Linked DNA regions of Rattus norvegicus: region 2 is linked to region 1. A link is a contact called in public Hi-C data. All regions are on one chromosome and are shown on one strand. Each heading gives the region's core, a stretch centred on a gene start, on an enhancer-like site or on the middle of the called end of the contact. The rest is flanking DNA. Distances are from core to core; before and after follow the strand shown. Region 1 overlaps Epm2a (EPM2A glucan phosphatase, laforin). Region 2 overlaps Utrn (utrophin).

Region 1 (5,625 bases), core at 1,887-4,386:
TGGTTTTACGTTTAATGTGTTTAAAATGAATTGATAGCATTTGTGTAACAGTCATAGAGTATATCCAACTTGGTGAGTTTATTTTCATATGTTGCTGGACTTAGTTTTTAATGTCAAGTTCCTGGTGTGCTTGTTGATCTTATAATAAGTTTTCCTAAAACAGTAATAAAAGTAGTTTTAAAAAAATTAGTATTATTTCTTATATCCTTAAAAATCCAGCCTTTCCTTATCAGATTGAAAGAGTAATTGTACTTAAATAGTATATGTTACATGCAGATACTGAAAACTCAAGTTAGAACCTTAGTAATGGTTGACCCTGTATGATCTTTCTAGAATTCTACCAAATATCTGGTTGGGTAGCTGCCCTCGACAACTGGAGCATGTGACCATCAAACTGAAGCATGAACTGGGAATTACGGCTGTCATGAATTTCCAGACTGAATGGGATATCATCCAGAATTCTTCAGGCTGCAACCGCTACCCGGAACCCATGACTCCAGACACCATGATGAAGCTGTATAAGGAAGAAGGCTTGGCCTATATCTGGATGCCTACTCCAGACATGAGCACTGAGGGTAAGGGCTGGAAGGAGCACTCTGGGTTCCTGAGGAACTTGCTTCAGGGGCTCCTGTTTGTCTTTCTGTCATCTATAACTGAATGCCTTAACTGTGAGTTATAAAAATGGAATCAACATAAGGATTTAGGTTTAATATATGTTTAAACACTTTGACAGGATTCTGTTTAATGTGGCTTTATATACGTGTGTGTGTGTGTGTGTGTGTGTGTGTGTGTGTAATCTACTGTGTGGTGGCGTTACACTGATGACTGGGAACACAGAGCATATAGTCTCTAAAGGGTGGCAAGTGTTAATGAATGAACTAAAGTAGGGGTTTAAAAGCACAACGGGTTGGTTTTAAAGACACACAGATAGTTTGGAGAGCTTGTGTAGATAATCTAGAGAGCCTTTTGAGGTAGTGATGTCTGAGGTACCGTCTGAGCAGTGACTGGGGAGAGGGCAAGATGGGAGAGGATGGGAGAAAGCAATTTAGAAGAGTCTTATGCCCCGAGAGGATGTGTCGCGTTGTGAACTGAAAGATCAATGTGGCTAAAGAACTGAGAATATGAAAGCACCCTTAGGACTTGAGCTACTGCAGCGATGTCATAGGAACGATGTCACAGGAATGATGTCACAGGAATGATGTCACAGGAATGATGTCACAGGAATGATGTCACAGGAATGATGTCACAGGAACGATGTCACAGGAGAAGGGGAAAGGAGAAGCCAGGGGATGTGTAGATTCTTTTTGTCTTTGTTTGTTTACCGGAAGTATTTCTTTTGCTACATGAACAGACTGGAGCTGGGTCTGGCAATCCAGTGAGGAGGGTGCAGGAAAATGGGTGATAACTGGGAGGTGAGGCACCGAGGGTGTGGGGAGGAGCACGGTAGTGAGTCGTCGTGGACTGGGAAGCATGCGAGAACAGCCATTATGAATGGGTTATCATGGTCGGGTACCGCTGGGGAAGCAGGCAAATAAGTCATAGTTGTGACAACGTAAGTACGCAGCAGCAAGACAAGTTCAGAATCAATTACAGCGCAGAGGAGAATGGACAGTGAACGATGCCATGTGCCCTGGAGATTATGGCTTCTCTAGACGGGCAGATAGACAGGCTACACAATTTTCATGGCATTTGAAGTAGGCCTGGCTTGGACGGGGAGATGTGGGCAGAGAGAGGGCAATGTGGGGGCAAGGAGGAGCACAGAAAAGGGCACAGAAGCTTGGACTTGTAGAAGAGCCATTTACAGATACGATTGACAGTTGCTGAAAATTAGGGCTAACTTTTCTGGTAAGAGAATGACCTCCTGATGACAGTATTAATAACGTGTCAGCAGGGGGCAGCAGAGAGCTGTAGAGGGTGCATGGGGTTGGGGAGTTTGGCGATTTGTTCTTCTGGGTAAAATTGGCAGTGAAGCCTGGCCAGGAAGCTAGAAAACATTTCTCCCCCACTCAGCTCTCTCTGTGTAATGCATGCTATGTCTCCCAACACCTCTCAGGAACAAAATGGATTAATTCATCAGCTTCAAGAAGATTCTAGGCAGACATTGTAGTCAGAGGAAGAGGATTTTGCAGAGGAAGAGATAGGTACAAAAACGGTTATGTAATGGGACCAGGACCTAAGACTGGAAAGAGTCATGTCCCAGATTTCAAGTATGTCATTCTGACTCACAGAACTGCTGCTCCCAAAGCCGGGCTGCGAAGTAGCAACTACCCGTTTCTTTGTGCGCTTCAAGCAGTGTTCCCAGGCCCACATGATTTCAGTTCTTGATGAGTTGCAGTCAAGTGAAGTCAACATAGTTTGTCTCCCAGCAACCAGAGGTCTGTAAAGCAGAGCCCCTGAGGGCCATAGGAAACCCACCTCACTGGCCATCTTGACCCTTCAGAAACCTCAGGTGGAATTTCAGAGCCCTGCCTTTTCTTGAGCCAAACCCCAAACAAACCAGTTTGCATAAACAGAAGGACAGATTAACTCTCCGAAGACTGTTCCTCTGGTTTTAAGACAAAGAATTGTTAGAGCTTTCGAGTGTAGCACAGAGATTTTTACTTGGCTTCTGTGGTTCTAATTTCGCAACTTTGTTGCCCACTTGGGTAAACAGGAGGGAAACCGGCAGGGAGCAATGGAGCCGTTCATTCTCACTGCTACTCTCTCACCCCATCCCATGCTCTGCTAACTGAAGGGTCTGAGGTTAAAAGGCAATTTGCACAGTAGCTTGGTGTCATCTATCTGCTAGGAGCCATTGTAATTGTATTCAAAGCATGGCTGTGGGGGCTCACTGGGTCACCAGGTCAGGGTGTCCATGGTAGCTCCGTGCAGAGCTAACAGCAACAGGGTGAGAGCCAAGGAGCTCACAACTGCAGTAGCCCAAACTCTGACACTGAAGAAAGGATTTCTTTGGTTCGGATGGACCTTGACAGTTTATCAAAGAGTTAACCATTCCAGAGTGGCAGGGTGACTTTCTCCCAACAGATTAATCTATGTAGCGTACAATTACAGACCAGGGCACGTATAGATTACTCTACCTGGGTATTTTTAGAACTCCAAGAGGAGGAGCAGGATCTGTCTGGAAGCATTCCGAGCTGCTGCATAATGCTGTCGGGCGAAGTCTGGAAGGAGAGTCTGTTAGACTCGATTGTCATAGACTGGCTGCAGTCAATTGTCCTATTGATCCTTCCTGTTGTACATTTTGTCATATAAGGACGGCTGGCTTAGACATCTTCTTCCCTTTCAGTTCTACTTCTTCTTCTTCTTCTTCTTTTTTTTTTTTTAAGGTTTGTCTCTTTCACCTGGGGAATGGGGGGAAAAAAAAAACCACCAAAACTCCAAATCAAAGAAATAAACTGTATTTGCTCATTTAAACTCCTATCTCAGGGGAAGTTCCATTGAGTATTGATCTCTGCTCTGTTCCTGTAACAGCTTAACCCTTTCCTTCCCAGGGAGTTCTAAGACCCTGGGCGTTGCTTTGTTATCCCGGCTTCAGTCATTTTCTCGTTCAGCAGACTCAATTTACCTCTGCCTTTCTGCTGCAACACTGACCTTGGAGCCTAAATACCTGGCAGGAGCCTGGCTGTCCTTGGGGGCTAGCTAGCTTGTGGTATAGGCAGGTCTGTTCCTCTACTGGCCATCAAGGGATGGGATCTCTATTATATAGAGATTACTATAACAGACTGTAGGAGTAGTCACAAGTTTAGAAGGATTTTATTAATTCTGAGAATTTCATAAAATGTATTTGGACACCCCCACCTGCAGGCCTCCCTGTAATTCCTTCTAGATCCATCCTGCACCCTTACCTTCTTATACACTTTCCATTTTGCACCCTCTTTTTCTTTGTTTTGTAAATAAATCATGTGCTGCCTATATGGTGCATGGTCAACCTAGAGGAGACACTTTTGCAAGGAAAAATGGCTCTCTTTGCTGAGAAGCTGTCAAGTGCTCATAGCCCCTCAATTAGGGGTGGGAGTTCTTTTTTTTTTTTTTTTATTAACTTGAGTATTTCTTATTTACATTTCGAGTGTTATTCCCTTTCCCGGGTTTCCGGGCAAACATCCCCCTGACCCCTCCTCCTCCCCTTCTACATGGGTGTTCCCCTCCCCATCCTCCCCCCATTGCCGCCCTCCCCCCAACAATCTAGTTCACTGGGGGTTCAGTCTTAGCAGGACCCAGGGCTTCCCCTTCCACTGGTGCTCTTACTAGGATATTCATTACTACCTATAAGGTCAGAGTCCAGGGTCAGTCCATGTATAGTCTTTAGGTAGTGGCTTAGTCCCTGGAAGCTCTGGTTGCTTGGCATTGTTGTTCATAAGGGGTCTCGAGCCCCTTGGAGCTCTTCCAGTTCTTTCTCTGATTCCTTCAACGGGGGGTCCTATTCTCAGTTCAGTGGTTTGCTGCTGGCATTCGCCTCTGTATTTGCTGTATTCTGGCTGTGTTTCTCAGGAGCGATCTTCATCCGGCTCCTGTCGGCCTGCACTTCTTTGCTTCATCCATCTTGTCTAATTGGGTGGCTGTATATGGATGGGCCACATGCGGGGCAGGCTCTGAATGGGTGTTCCTTCAGTCTCTGTTTTAATCTTTGCCTCTCTCTTCCCTGCCAAGGGTATTCTTGTTCCCCTTTTAAAGAAGGAGTGAAGCATTCACATTTTGATCATCCATCTTGAGTTTCATTTGTTCTAGGCATCTAGGGTAATTCAAGCATTTGGGCTAATAGCCACTTATCAATGAGTGCATACCATGTGTGTTTTTCTGTGATTGGGTTACCTCATTCAGGATGATATTTTCCAGTTCCATCCATTTGCCTATGAATTTCATAAAGTCATTGTTTTTGATAGCTGAGTAATATTCCATTGTGTAGATGTACCACATTTTCTGTATCCATTCCTCTGTTGAAGGGCATCTGGGTTCTTTCCAGCTGCTGGCTATTATAAATAAGGCTGCGATGAACATAGTGGAGCATGTGTCTTTTTTATATTTTGGGGCATCTTTTGGGTATATGCCCAAGAGAGGTATAGCTGGATCCTCAGGCAGTTCAATGTCCAATTTTCTGAGGAACCTCCAGACTGATTTCCAGAATGGTTGTACCAGTCTGCAATCGGGGTGGAAGTTCTTTATGTACCAAAAGACGTTACAGATAAGATATACCCTCATTTATACTATATCCTAAAGGTGGAAAACAAGACGTTCTAGGTAAAATAATAATGTACAGTTGTATGTCACTCCCAGGGTAAGAAAGGAAAGATGTAGCTGTAGATTTCTACCTTGGTCAACTTTAGACCTTTGAGAGACTTTCGACCTCCCTTACCTCAGGTACTAGAGTCGGATGACAAAATGTTCTTCCATTTCTTATCACCTTGGCCTGTTCAATACCTGCCTCCCTTTCAGGGAGCTTTTAGTCATTCCAGACTTAGATTAGCCTCTCAGCAGGTATGGAGTAGGAGGTAGAACAGAGAAGTCACCATGTGTCAGATCAAACAAGTGGGATTGCCTGACCGTTGTTCCCCGTTCCTTTTTATAGAGGATGTAATGATTGTTGAGTGTCTATTTACACCCAATGCTTGTTTTAAATTCCAAGGAGAG
Region 2 (5,625 bases), core at 1,186-3,685, 1.1 Mb after region 1:
CTGGAGTCCCCAAATCCCATATATCACTGCCTTACATTGACACCTACTGGAAAGTACTGGAACTGTGTGTCCCCCATGGCACTGTCCGAGCAGTAGCTAAATTAGCTTTCGGTAGAGAATATATGAAGGGTAAATTTCAGTTGCAAATAAGACAACCTCGGGTTTCCAAAAGGTAATGCCCATGCTGACTATTTAAATCCTAAGGCATCTTGGGGAAATTACAAATCTCGATAAATCTTCCCAAAGAACGCTCTTGTTGGAACTAAACTTCCCCATGACTTCTGTAACATAACGCATCCCTATTTAGGGTCCTACCATGAGACTACTGTCGTAGCTTTCTCCAGCCCCTTAATTTCCCTTTACGCAGCATCAAAGTAAACTCATCCCATGGCCTTACAGCTCAAAAACCCCTCTCCTTTTGTGAAAATGCTCACGGAAATAGATGAGAAAAATAATAACCCAGCTTTTTCTTTTAATGCTTCATACGTTTATACCATTAGCTTTTTAAAAAAAAAAAGTAACATGTATTAATAATTTGTGTTTCTGTTCCGATAGTTAAAAAGTAAAATGCTAACACATTAGTGAATGGAGCTTTCTTCTCCATTATCAAAACCGGCTCTTTGTGAAAAGGTAAACATGTTACAGAAACGCACCAATTCTTTAAAATAGATCAAATCCCAACATAGCCAACAGTTTGTTGAGTACTTTTTTAACTGGGTTAACAGGTTGAACCAAGCTTTAGCTAATCTAATACAGATGGAAACACAGTATTTCGTTAAAACGTTTCTCCCTACCTCAATCTATTTCCTAAAATTACATTTTAAAAAGAAAGTTTCTGGGCAGATATACATTAAATTAGACAAACTGTAAGGCACAAAAGTGTGATAAAAAAAGAAAGTCAGATAAACAGAATCCAGCTTGCCAGCCTGGACCCCGCTGCCTTATAGGCAGAGCCTAGGTGCTTCAACACATCAAATTTAATATCTTCAGAAAAATAACGTCATAAGAGGCAGGTTTCCCAATTACAGATCAGTTGGTCTTTTAAAGAGCAGTGAGGTGCCTTCTTTAGAATTTTACAGGGAGAAAGAGTGTATCACTGTAATAACATAAAAATTGACTTACTGATGCTCTAATCTTACTTTCACATCATATCATCTCGCTTTTATAAAAATAAGGAGACAGCAATAACAAATACTAACCCAAAACAACACAGGAGGACGCCGGACAGCCCGTGCTTAGAATGACTGACATTACATTCAAAATGTACAACTGTCAAACAAGTTACATCCTAAAATACTACTCAACCCACCTGTCCACAGGAAATCGAGTTCTCCAACTTTAACTACGACATGTGGAGACTCCAAGGATATAAGAAATATTTGCAATGGGGCTGAGCTTGTGCCTCTAAAATGGACATCACTTTTCTTAATTGGAAAAAAAAATCAACTATAAAAAGAAGAATGCATTAAGCAATCTGTTAAGAGACCATTTTGAGCTCTCTTTCTGATTTTTCCTGGAGTTTAACATTGGATGGATGTGTCATTAAATATTAAGATATTGCCAAGTACCCCAGAGGTAACAGGTCTTAATGAAAATAGTTTGTCATATTTTCTCCAAACGACCCATCTCAGAAGACTAGGCTCTGGATGGTAAAATATGTACTAGAACAGTACTTGTTTTAGAGGCTTAAATAAATTTTAGTGGAGCAATTCCTCTTAACAGCTTTTGCAATCAGTTGCCTGGAAAGGGAGTTTTTCCTTCCCTTCACAAGAGCAAGGAAGATGTACATCTCCCAGCCAGGCAACAGTGGATCCTTTAGACACCCACTCCCTATTTCCAATCAGTTACCTTGCAGAGCTTCTGGTACCGCGGAGAGGAAACTGCCATCCTTTGTAAACGGTGTAACAAGACCACAACTTTCTGCAGAGACGTTCTCACCACGGCCATCATTTTAAGTTTACCACACTTCTGAAGAGTCCTCAGAATTTGCATTATAAATGAAGAGCAGCGATCATTTCCTCCCGGTCACTGGACAATGATTTGCCAGTTCTCTGAGCATGCTCGTTTCCAGACATGCATTTGAAAGATAAAGGGGGGGAGGGTGTTGTTGTTAAGGTTCTAGAGAAAAGGAGTCTGGGAGTCCATCAACTTCTGGATTAGACAAAAACACTGAAGAACGCCACCCAGACAGCCCCCAGCAGATGCTCACCGCCAGGACCTGCTCAGCCTGGCATGGCCAGAAATGAAGCAAGTTGCAGGGCGGCCAAGCACTGCTGGCTGCAGGGAAAGAGAGCGCTCCGGAGCCGAGGAGATATTAAGTGAAGCACTAAAGCTAAAGATACAAAGCCAACTTCCCCTGGGGAAAGAGAGCGAACCCCATCACTGCCACGGTGCACGCCTGGTGGCTGGGTTTACGTGAGGAGACACCGAGCGGCAGGGAGCCTGATGCTTTACCGAGGGATGTGAGCACTCCCAGAGGAACGCGGCTCCGCTCTGGCTGTGCTTGTGGGATGAGTAGAAATACTGAGGAGCACAGAGGGATTTGTCTCGAAGGACAGAAGCCCACTCTGGGCAAATAAAACACCTTAAGCCGATCTGGGCAGAGTGTCTCCAAGACAAAACTGAACATATTTACCTAGGGATACGGGTTTACCTAAGCTCCAAAGGCAGAGCCAAAAGATAGGCTTCCAGATCCCCACATAGGAGTAAATCACGCTAGAAATCAAGTAGGAGCCCCCTAAGTAAACAGCCAAGTTAAAAACAGGCAGGCTGCAACGACTATAGATCATGGCCACCTCCTCCATCTCCCTCTTAAACATCGTCTTCATAAGCTTTCTGTCAAGGAGCTGTTTCAATTTCACATATAAGAAATCCGAAATAACAATTGTATAATAACATATGACGGGCCAGTGTGTGTGTGTGTGTGTGTGTGTGTGTGTGTGTGTGTGTACGCGCGTGCACTCATATTTGTTTGCATACATGTGCATGTATACATACATGTCTGATACGCATTTCGCACTATGATAACCAGTTTGAGTCTAATGTCTTAGAGGACAGAGTATCCCAGAATGACTAAGTGGCTGAGCCAAAGGGCACAGCAGAAACTAAGCCGGCATGTAGCACATTATCAAGGTCTGGCTTATTCTGATTGCCCAGGGAACACTGTCCAGTCACTTCTCCGTGATGTTACCATCAGAAAATTGACATTTTCGGGAACTTCTTTTTCTTCCCCTGTCTCCTGAGTCCTTCACACTCGTGTGATTTAAGGTCTCGAGATTGGGTTTAACAGAGCTGGTTTGTCGGGAAAATTCGGCCTGCATACAATTTTCCATCAGCTCCTTATTGAGAATCTATACTGCCTCCTCCTGGCAAGGCTGCCAAAGCCACCCAAAATGGCCCATTAGCATTAATTGGAAATGCTAGTTCTTAGGCAGATAAGAAAGAGATTAGTGAAGAATCCAGGTCAGGAGTCTGAAGGGCTGAAAATGACAAGTAATCCTAAAGGGGAAAGTAGGATTCTGAGGTGTCTATGTGGTACTGGTGGTGAGGTGGTCTTGACAGGAGCTATGGCTGTACAGTTTTTTGAGTATACAAAAAAACTGAATTACAGAATGTAAATAAACAACACAGTGTGTAAATACCGTACAGAAGACTAGCTATAAAAAATATGAACTTACAAGTTGAACATCTTACACCTGAAATGCTTGGGCCCAGGAGTGTTTGAGGCTTCAGGTCTTGTTTGTTTTTTGTTTTTGTTTTGCTTTTGGCTTTTGGGTTTTTTTTTTCCTCATCATGGAATAACATACTTGCATAAATACACTGAGGTGTTCCAGAGGTGGAACCCAAGCCTACACACAACAGTCAATTTGCGTTTCACACGGACCTTAATGAGCACCAACTCCAAGGACAGTTTTTATAGCGTTATTGATGATTCTGTGTCATGAGAGGAAATGTGTGTGGAACATGTAAGACCTCATGGTAGCATAGAGAGCATCTTGGTTTCAGTCTTTTGTTTGTCTGCTTTAAGTTAGGGATGCTTAACCTGTACAATTCCTGTTCCAGAGCCAACAGGTGAAATGGGTGTTCGCCCCACAAGCACACTGTTGGGTACAGGGGGAGAGCTGAATGTTCTTCTGTCTCCTGTGGGATAGAAGTAGAAGCACAGGACGAGACGGGATGAAAATTCTAAAATACAGTCTTTCCAATCAAATCAGCACATTTCCACACCTACACCGGAAAGGCCACAGCGACTCTGGAGTTCACCCAGAAAAGAGCCAATGCTTCTCAATGAGTGATACTACAAAACCCACAGAGCTTACATTTAAATTGTAATTAAAATAATGAACGCCCTGGACTGTGGCAATAAAAATTAAGATAAGTGTGTCAATTAATAAATTGAGTTTTTAAATCAACAACAGCTTCTTCTTAAGAACAATAAATTAAAAAGAGCCGAATCTGGCACCTTCCCCTGGAGGCTACTCTTAACACTTTGTTCTGCTTTAATCAAAATTGAACTTGCCATCCCTTCAAACCCAAACACGTTTCTACTGTTACTCCCATACCTTCTCCCAAGAGACCAATCTCACCCTGGACCACCACATGCAATCTCATACTCACCCCCTCCCAACCAAGGCCTTAGACTCACGCCAGAGCCGTATTTCTAGCTGCTATCACTTCTGGTATGCATGAACCTGAGTATCCTAGCAGGTGCCATGTTGTTTCTGTCACTGAGGATGACCCATTCCTCACAGAGTCGTCAACTAGACTCCTCTAAGTTGGAGAATCTGACACCTTACTCTCTTGTCTAATCCCCTTCATGACATCCCCATCACCAGCAGATTAAATATACCATACACTGCCAGGTACACAAGCCCCGCCCCCCAACCTCCCCACCATATACTGCTCAGCTCTCTCTTTAGCAAGTCAACAAAATCAAGTTTTTTTTTCCTTGCTGAAAGATCTCTGCCTAGAAGAAAAACAAAAACATAAATACAAGAGTAAAAAATACCCCTGCCCTTAAAAGAAATGGCCCAGAAAGTCTTCAACCACCATTGAGCTCCCAAGCCCTTCTTTATTAAAATATACTCAGAATCATCTTTAAACTGAACATGGTATAAATTGTATCTTCATGACATATCTCCATGGGGCTTTACATCTGGTTGGCACAACATGTGAATCAAATACAAACAGTGAGCGTGTCATCTCAGGACAAATAGATGACAGATAGGTAGATGATAGGTAGATAGATAGATAGATAGATAGATAGATAGATAGATAGATAGATAGATGGATGGATGGGTGGGTGGGTGGGTGGGTGGGTGGGTGGGTGGGTGGACGGACGGGCGGGCGGGCGGGCGGGCCGGCAGATGGATGGATGGATAGATGGATGGATGGATGGATGGATGGATGGATGGATGGATGGATGGATGGTTGGGTGGATGGATGGATGGACGGGTGGATGGATGGATGGATGGATGGATGGATGGATGGATGGATGGTTGGGTGGATGGATGGATGGATGGATGGGTGGATGGATGGATGGATGGATGGATGGATGGATGGATGGTTGGGTGGGTGGATGGATGGATGGTTGGGTGGGTGGGTGGATGGATGGATGGATGGATG

The links. Hi-C and Micro-C count contacts between places; a contact is called where the count stands out from the background.
Region 2: a contact with region 1 is called in a Hi-C map of prefrontal cortex, with 5 times the contacts expected there. The contact joins two enhancer-like sites. A contact is called at or near these places in 4 of 12 Hi-C or Micro-C datasets (the A7r5 cell line, Schwann cells, frontal cortex and 1 more).

Annotation. Positions count from the first base shown.
Region 1 is chr1:7,653,680-7,659,304 of GRCr8, forward strand. It overlaps Epm2a (EPM2A glucan phosphatase, laforin), which reads left to right. Exons shown (of 4, transcript NM_001276762.1): 3 at 334-575. Among named protein-coding and RNA genes, the nearest start is that of Epm2a, 110 kb to the left of the region's middle. Within about 2 kb of position 3,137, at least 49 of the 93 cell types and tissues checked have an H3K27ac peak or open chromatin away from gene starts, as enhancers often do. A contact at or near this core is called in prefrontal cortex, where this site is marked.
Region 2 is chr1:8,774,411-8,780,035 of GRCr8, forward strand. All of the region lies in intron 51 of Utrn (utrophin), which reads right to left. Among named protein-coding and RNA genes, the nearest start is that of Utrn, 270 kb to the right of the region's middle. Within about 2 kb of position 2,436, at least 32 of the 93 cell types and tissues checked have an H3K27ac peak or open chromatin away from gene starts, as enhancers often do. A contact at or near this core is called in prefrontal cortex, where this site is marked.